Regions from separate parts of the Mus musculus genome. Here region 2 is linked to region 1. Evidence: chromatin contacts called from public HiChIP or PLAC-seq data. All regions are on one chromosome and are shown on one strand. Each heading gives the region's core, a stretch centred on a gene start, on an enhancer-like site or on the middle of the called end of the contact. The rest is flanking DNA. Distances are from core to core; before and after follow the strand shown.

Region 1 (4,369 bases), core at 1,411-3,910:
TCAATGGCATGCATATTTCTTACCAAATTAACAGATAACAAATCAATAAAATGAACCTTATTGGAGATCAGAATATTCAAATTTTTACATTTATGTATGTGGTGTGGTGTGGTGCAGTGCAGGGTGTGTGTGTGTGTGTGTGTGTGTGTGTGTGTATACCTGAATATATGTATGGAGATCAAAATCTATCCTCATCTATTATCATGTGAAGTGTAGGGACTCAATTAAGGTTGTTAGGCTTGGTAGCAAGCATCTTTACCCATTCTGCCATCTCACCAACACATACTGAAACTAAAGCAGACTGCAGTAGCACATGCCTGCTATCCTGGCACTTGCAACACTTAAGTTGGAAGATTGGGAACACAAAACGAACCTCAGCTGCATAGAAAGATCCTTTAGTGGGGCCCTGTCAGATTTCCCCCCTTTATGTTAGCATGTCTATTGCTATTGCACTAGTTTGGCTCTTGTTTCAGCAGCCATATTTTTGAAGTATCATGGGTGAAGCTTCCCTACAATTTTAGAGGAATCAATCTCAGAACAGATTCTCTGTTCCTCTGGCTCTGACAATCTTCCTGTGTTCATCTAACATGTTCCTTGAAAGTTGGGTGTGGTATGCTGTAAAATTAGGGCTAAGAACCCCACCATTAGCTGTTCTCTACATTGTAAACAGTTATAGTTTTCTGTAATGATGTGTCTTTAGAAAAGCCAAGGGTTGTTTTGTTTTTGTTTTTGTTTTTTATATTAAGGTTGAGAGCTTCACTCATCTGAGGACATACAGATAAGTATTTAGAATGCAGCTAGGGATTGCTCTGGTTTAGTAAAGTGCTCATAGTGGGTTCTTCTCTTCGATCCATGATCTCACTAGCCACAGATAGTTGGCTACATTTCCAGTACTGGATGTAGTTTTCCTCCTGTGGACCATGCCTTATATCTAACCAGACAGCTGTTGATTACGGCTAAGATATGAGTGCCACTACTGGACCCTTAGGGACATCTTACCATGCTAGTCATTGTTGAAGATCATATGACTCACAGCTGAATAGAAGTATCTTGTGCTTCTTCCCCTAGCAGCTTACAGGGCACCTTTCAGTGCTACTAAATCTAGTCCTGCAAGAGGTTTTGAGTCAAGGCCAGTTTGCATCATCTAGGTTCTGTGTGTGAAGTGCATGATGCTTTCAGCAATAAGGACTTACCTTCAACTCCCAAGAGGTAACTAAAGGCAACAGCAAAAGCCGGCATTGTTTGGGGAGTCTCTTAGACTCACTAATCAGCAACTAGAAAGGGGATTTCTCATGCCTGGTACTGGAATGATATTTTAGTTACTCTGACTCTTGAAGGGATTATTTTCAGACTAAATGAATTAACACCATTTATGCTCTATATGTGTGCATATATATATATGTGTGTGTGTGTGTGTGTGTGTGTGTGTTTAATATATATGGCTTTTTCAAACATCCTCAAAATGATTTTTCTCTTCTCCTGCCTCTCCTTCTGAGTTGACCTCCCATTCTCCTTTCCAGTTTAAACCCCTCCCCCTTTCTCATTTCTCCCCTCAGAGCACTCATATCCCCCATTACCCTCTCTAACCCCTCCCCCACACATACACAGACACTTGCATGACGCCATTTTACTTTCCAGGTGTCTGTTTTAGAAATGGTAATTCAAAAAAATTCCTCAAATTTGGTCATATAAAATACCTGAAATTGTGTATAATAAAAAGGATGATGTTTGTTAATTAAAAATAAATCCATTTATGGTGAGTAATCCGTCATGCTCTGCCTTCTGAACAGCGGTTGCTCATTAACTCAGCCTGCCCGACCTTCACAGAGGCCTCTGTATAAATGCCAGTAGCATGGCTTCTCCCTGCCCATTTAGAACCATGGCTTTCCTCCCCATAGAAGCAATAATGCACAACACTAACAGTAAAGAAACTGCTTTACTTCCAGGTTCCTGAAAGAAATACATGCAAAAAGAGGCGGAGAGGGTGTGCACTGAAGAACAGCACATGCCCAGAATTTCATTTCCCTCGTCAACTATGAATGTAAATTGAATATTTAAAAAAAGAAACTCAAGGGTTTGAAATTTTCTGATTTCTTTTCTATCTAATGCATTGATTATGGACTGTCCTTGGCCTATGTGTGTTTCCAGATATCAACTGATTTTTCCCCCTAAATTTTTAGGTCCCATTTTGTATCTGTCATTCCCTGCTTGATTCATCATGGTCCTAACAAGTCCTAACAAATAGAAGTGGTGGTTTCCTGAAAATTGCCTCAGATGTTTTTAAAAGATACAGAGATTCTTTAGAGCTTGCAAAGGTTTAAACAGTGGCCATTTCTTTCCCTGGGTAGTGAGTCATAATTAGTCAACAGTTTTCAAAGTAGAAATCTTTTTCTCTGTCTCCTAAGTAACCTGCATGATCTAAGACCTCATTGTTGCCTATAAAGAAATGTCAAGTCAGGGCACCAAAGGGCAACATGAACTTAGCATTTTTTTATTTGGATAGAAATCCCCATGGTCTTGAAAACAGTGAACTTAAGGACACCGAATTTGGTCAGAACAAGAACCGACGCAATTAAATTGAGCAGGAAAATAACAAGGCAGGGCACAAGCATGAGGTGTCAAAGGGCAGGATGACTTCCAAGAGCTAACAGGACCTTTGAAACTAGGGGTCATGAAGCAACAACATCTCTGTTTCTAACTTGCTGCTGCTACCTCTACTCAACATGGGTTTGGGGAACTGCTGTGGTCAGTGCTGACCCGCAGCTGGTGTGAGGCTTTTACTACTGAAACTCAGAACCTCACCGTGCTTTCTTACTGCAGTCTCTGTGAGGAGATCGATTCTGTTCACTCCATACACAAAGTTGTGTGCCAGAAGCACATCTGAACCCGAGATGCCTCAAAGCCACTGAATCTGGATGACTAAAATCAAGCTACAAAATAAAATGTTTAGGGTATCTCTCTGTCTCTGTCTCTGTCTCTGTCTCTGTCTCTCTCTCTCTCTCTCATGTGTGCGGTGTGTGTGAGAGAGAGAGAGAGAGAGAGACAGAGACAGAGACAGAGACAGAGACAGAGACCCTAAACATTTTATTTTGTAGCAGAGAAAGAGAGAACGCCTCTGTGTGTGTGTGTCCATGGAGGCTAGAAGGGTGGTAGGAGGGGAAGAAGCCAAGCCACAAGGGGTTTGCATACCATGGGGTTAGGTCTCAGGCACACAGCATGCTCAGAAATCCCAGTGGAGATCTTGGGGGAGATCTCTGAGCTTTTCAAGTCTTTCTCCACCAGCCCAGATTCATTAACACAGCATTTCTCCCTCAACATAATGCAAGTCATCTGGTTCAGAGTTGTCTGGTTTTGGAGAGCAACCCCTGCTAGGGAGTTTATCTGTAGTTGAAGGGACTTGAGACTGTCTGTATTGGAAGCCATTGCCTGGTCAAGCTTGTCTTGGCAGTCTCCAGTAAGCTGGTTGTGTCTGGATGAAGGCAGCTGTCGTGGCTTCAAGAGATCCAGGAAAGATGGTGGGTGCTATTCCTTCCAGCAAAGGAAGGAACATCTCTTGTCTCCATCTTGCCTAGAGCAGCATCTGCCTTCCTTTCCTCATAGAGATAAACAGGTGGTATAGTCACCACAGGAATGCAAAATTCTGGCAGGTGAATGTCTGCCCAGGGGGTTATTTTATTTTCCTTATACCAGAAGAAGAGAGAGGATAATGCACACATTAAGCCTATAACAGTTTGGTTGGCAGCACATCAAGTGGTCTGTTGGTATAAGCCTAGGAAAAAGGCACAGGGTAGTTGTTAGAGTAATCTTAATCCCGGGTTGGCATTCTTGAAAGGGGAATCAGGTGACTTCCACCTGTGCTGCAGTAAGGAAAGCAGAAAGGGATGGAGGTGACTTATCTCATCTGCTTGAGGTAGCTGAGAGAGGAAAAGGCACAATACTTAGGTATCTGGAATAGACAGTAACAGCTTGCCTGTGAAAAATAAACTGTCTGAAGTAGGTGACCTTATTTTTATTAATTGAATATTAAATAATATTTGTTAATGTAGTCCTTTTGACCTGTGGGATGTAGATCCAAGGTGATTCTCTGAAGCGTAAAAGAATTTTTAAGTTTACAAAAGTAGATAAACTTTAGATATGTCAGTATTACCACTGTTTGCAATCTATATACAATTTTGGGTTAAAACCATGAATATTCTTTTAGGTATTCCTATTATTAGAGAAGAATAAGCATTTAAACAAAACTTAGACAAAGAATCACAAAAATTTTAAGTTTGGGGTGGGCTGTATTGTCCTAGCCATGCCATCTCAAATCTTAGCAGTGAACCCCTGCCTGTCATTCCTGAAATTTGGGTCTTACAACTCTATGATG
Region 2 (4,475 bases), core at 879-3,378, 140 kb after region 1:
TCTTACTGACTAATAGACATGTAACTTTAGCATGTTGCGCTATTTACTGTCAGACTAGCACATTGTCTAAAGTGCTATTTAAATCCAAACACGATAGCTCTAACATCTGTGGGCTATATGTTTCTAAATTTCTCTCTATTCTGAAAATTGAAGTTTACTAAATAAATACTTGGAGTTTTAGGCCTTATGATTCTTAGCAGATAACAGGTGTTATGTTAGGAGTGATCAATGACAATTTAATTAAAGAGTTATTTACAAACCACAGGTGAATTGAAAAGAAACAAAAATGGTTAGCTCCAAAGTCCCAAGGCAGAATGAATAATGAGCCACTGTAACTGCTGGAGAAGGAAAACCACAAAGAATAGTCACGATACACACTCTCTGCGAAAACAACATTTCAACACCTATGACATTTGACATAGGAACAAGGCCATGACAAAAATCATATTGAAGAAGTGATGAAAGAGAAGAAGAAAGTGGCAAGAACACCAGGGACTACTTACTTTTCTTTGGTTTCTCACCAATGTGTCCCTAACATTGAAACTAGTTGAAAAGCACAGGAAGATTGGCACCCTTTGATTTGGTCCTTAAAATCCATTCTTCAAGTGCACATTCCAGAGGGAGAACAAGAACATGAAGCAGAGCCCTAGCATCAGATGAGCATCCAGTACAACCTCTGCCCATCTGAGACAGGCGCAGCATTCGTTCAGTGTTTTGCTGAAAGACCAGGGAAATTTAGCCAAACAAGCTCCATTTTGCCCATAATTTCTTTTGTTCATAACCAACTGATATAATAAAGATGTCAAATTGTCAGTGAACAAATATAGAATGGATTCTACATAACTACTGAGAGACAGACTGCTCCAGGACAAGAAGAGATGATTAGAAAAAGTGAGGGTTTCACAGTATAGAGGGATCATTTCTTTCGCACTATTGTCAAAGTGATGCTATAAACCCCAAATCTAGATGGAGGAATGAATTACACTGATGTGAAATGGGCACAGAGAGCACATTAGGAAGAGGCAGCCTTAGATCTTGGGTACTAGAGAATATTGTGGCAATCCCAGAACTAAGTAGAAATCAAGCTATAAAAACTGTGAGGATACTTTATATCCAATTTAGCCAGATTCAGACTTTGCAAAGTAATAAAGCATTAAAACCCAGTTTTTTATATAAAGTAAGATGACAACACTAGCTGAACAGCATGAAACTGTCAAGAAATTACTGGAGGTTCAGTTAGAACATTGAAGGAATTGGGACCATTAACAGAAATACATCTACCACTGTGCAAATCTCAGACTTGCAAATATTCTGTTGCTCAGTCTGTGTCTGAAACCAAGCCTCACACCATATGAAGATTGGAAGTAGATGATGATACAAAGTCAGCTCAGTGAACTAGTTGGTGAACTAATAGCATGGCCATAGGTTAGAGGATACAACACAGCCAGGCTCGTAGTTAATTGAAGCTAGAAGAAATCTGTTGATCATAGTCTTCAATGTTCTGTCCTACAGGAGGGTTCTGTTTGTTTTGGTGAAGATTATGATTTTTAGCAAGAAGTTAGGGGAAGAGATAAATACACCATGATTAACTGCAACCTTCCACTAAGCTCTATGGTAGTGGGGAAATGAGCAGAGACCTTTATATTTATCTGTATGGTCCAGTCAAAAGAGGCTGAGGTGTGGCAGGGAGACACAAAAAATGCTAGATGATGAGTATCTAGGTCAAGGTCTACTATAGCCACTTTGCCAGTGTCCTAAGGGACTCCTGTGTCTTAAAGAAGATTCCAGATAAGGAAAATCCTTAGGGGGAGCTTTGGCCAACCAGCCCCAGTACAGACTCAGGAAACAGAACAGAATTCAGGAGGCTTCTTTGTCTGACCTGTGAGCTTTTAACATGGATGTTATAGTGAGAGGAGATGAGAGAGATAGAGCAGTCAGTTAGTAACCCCCCAAAAGGGAAGGGATGCTGAGCCTCATCCAACATAAGCCCATTCACACCAAGGTCTGTGCTGACAAGGCTCATTGGTTGGCTCTCCTCATTTTGACAGTCAGTTCTTTCTACACACTATCTTCCTTTGCTTTTAGTTTCTACGACAAACCCAACCCAAAGCCACTTAGGAAGGGAAGTGCTTGTTATGTTTACAAGTTCTGATCATGGTTAGTCATAGAGGTGAGTCAGGGCAGGAACTCAGAGGCAGGAACTGGAACAAAGGCTATGAAGGAATGCTGCTTACTGGCTTTCTCCTCCAGCTCGCCACATTAAGCTCCTTTTCTTCTACCTCCTTGGATGACGGCCCAGGGTGGCACTACCTACAATGTGCCTGCCCACATCAAGCATTACTTAAGAAACTTGCCCTCCCACACACACACACACACACACACACACACATGCACCTCCCTATAGTCCAATTTGATGCAAGCATTTTCATAGCCAAGGTCCCCTCTTCCCAGATAATGCAAGTTTGTGTCACATTGACAAAAATATATTCAGCACATAAGCTGAATACATCTTTCCTTTCATGTAATCTATTTGTAGCAGTCAAGTACCATTAAACGTAATGGCCTGAAGCACCATCGCATTTTTTCTCACCATTCTATTGCTTAATGAGGCTCTCTTCCCCCTTAATGCTGGACTAAGCTAGAACATCCTAGATGGCTGGCAGTGGGTATTCACTTTGGCAGGGGCTTACTGCAGTTTTCACCCACAGCACCTGCATGTATCTTGATCTGTTTCCATGGTTCAGCCAGCTTCCTGGAGAACATTTTCCAATGGCAGGCATCTGAACAGGAAGGAAGCAAACCTTCCAGTGAGGTTTCCCTAGCATTCCTCCATCACATCCCACCGGTAAAGGAGCCTTAGGGTTTGTTCGGAGTCCAGAGAGAGGGATACACACCAAAACAGAACTTCTGCTATCTCGGGTCTCACAAATGGTTGCACATAAAATATTCATGTCAGCACTCCCAAGAATCATGTCGGAACACACTGCCAAGGAGTGCTGGGGATGGCAGCCTTGAGTTCTCTCCTGATCCTAGCTTATTTCCTGGAGGAAGCATGAGTGACTGAAACGTTAAAATGCCACCATTGTCAACCAGAGAGGAGCTGGGAGCTAGTTGCTTAGTTGCTAAGTAACTAAATTACTAATCAGAATTTCCCGGTAGAATACAGGAGAATAAAGAAAAGAGTCAAGGTGAGAGGGAAAAATTGCTTCTCTCCAGTGGAGTCTCACTGGGATTTCAAGCTACTCTTAAATGTAGGCTCTATGCCCAGCAACTGATGACCCACAACGCAAAAGAAAGCCAGTGGAGCTTCATTGTCTCATATTTTGTCAGGGCCTTCCCACCTTGGAGGTCCTTTGCATAAATATGATGGCTTCAAGGTTGGTGATTTTTATGGGATCTAATCTATGTACAAATATGTGTTTGTTAGTTTTGTTTTATTCCAGTTTGGGGTACTTTGTTGTTATTTTAATGTATATTATTTTAATATTATTTAGATGCCTGTTTATTTTCTAATGGGAGACAGGGAAGTTATGAAATCTGATGGGAGGGGAGGTAGGGAAGATCTTAGAGAGTTGGAGAAGGGGAAACCATAATCAGAGTATATTAAAACCTATTTTTAGTAAAACTAAAAATATATTAAATTATAAATGCGAAAACATGTGGATGTCCAAAATGAGAAGCGTTTGGTGAAACCTGGTTCTAAATCTAACCTCCCTGAGTCCAGAAGCAGAATTCAGTTGGGGGTAAACAGGAACCCTGGGGAATGGATAAAATACTTAGCCTCCTTTTAAAATATCAAAATGACACATGTAATATAAATATTATCGTTTTAACTGTTGTTATGGTTGGACTTTAGTATCATCTTCCTCTGTTCAACCATATGGACATGATAGTTTTGAAAATTGTAATGAGAAAAATATTTCTTAAGCTCTTTCTGAAAGCATAATCCATATGATCAAAGGAAAATACAGGTAAAATACATCTATATAAAGGGAAGAAATAGAGCTAAAAGAAGTTTAGGGATCATTGGGGCCAGGGTGGCTTCTTCTATTTGAACTGTTTTTTAATTCGATGCTTTTAGATATATTTTTATAATATTTTTCAGAGTTTATTTTTATTCAGGAGTTTCCAAGTCAGCAAGAAAACCCATTTCCATGAGCGGTGAATTGTCTCCCTAAGCCCTGTCTCGTTGCCAAGACAGCGTCATATATATTCTCAAGGACACAGCTCATCATTAGTAGCTGCTCTTCATGACCACTTTTATGTACGTATATTTACATCATGTATTTAAGATTATTCTATTGGGTCCAGAAAGAAAGAAAGACTGTAAAACAAATATATCTAATAGCTGAAGCAGGAGTCGTCCAGCAAAGTTCCAGAGGCTCTAAATGCCTTGTTCCCACTAAGATCAGTATGGGTAATAAAAGTCCTTTCTCTTGGGATGCTTTGAAAGTTTAGTTGCCATATCATTGGAA

The links. HiChIP or PLAC-seq counts read pairs in DNA pulled down with a chosen protein or histone mark.
Region 2: a FOXA1 HiChIP or PLAC-seq map of pancreatic cancer cells shows a contact between it and region 1. The contact joins two enhancer-like sites. A contact is called at or near these places in 1 of 15 datasets of contacts at CTCF or cohesin (the NIH/3T3 cell line), 2 of 484 Hi-C or Micro-C datasets (adipose-derived mesenchymal stem cells and nephron progenitors) and 1 of 115 datasets of contacts at active chromatin or transcription factors (pancreatic cancer cells).

The regions. Positions count from the first base shown.
Region 1 is chr3:136,437,716-136,442,084 of GRCm38.p6, forward strand. The region is part of intron 3 of 1700030L20Rik (RIKEN cDNA 1700030L20 gene); the gene reads right to left. Among named protein-coding and RNA genes, the nearest start is that of 1700030L20Rik, 9.4 kb to the right of the region's middle. Within about 2 kb of position 2,661, at least 29 of the 459 cell types and tissues checked have an H3K27ac peak or open chromatin away from gene starts, as enhancers often do. A contact at or near this core is called in pancreatic cancer cells, where this site is marked.
Region 2 is chr3:136,576,048-136,580,522 of GRCm38.p6, forward strand. No RefSeq gene overlaps it. Among named protein-coding and RNA genes, the nearest start is that of Ppp3ca, 92 kb to the right of the region's middle. Within about 2 kb of position 2,129, at least 16 of the 459 cell types and tissues checked have an H3K27ac peak or open chromatin away from gene starts, as enhancers often do. A contact at or near this core is called in pancreatic cancer cells, where this site is marked.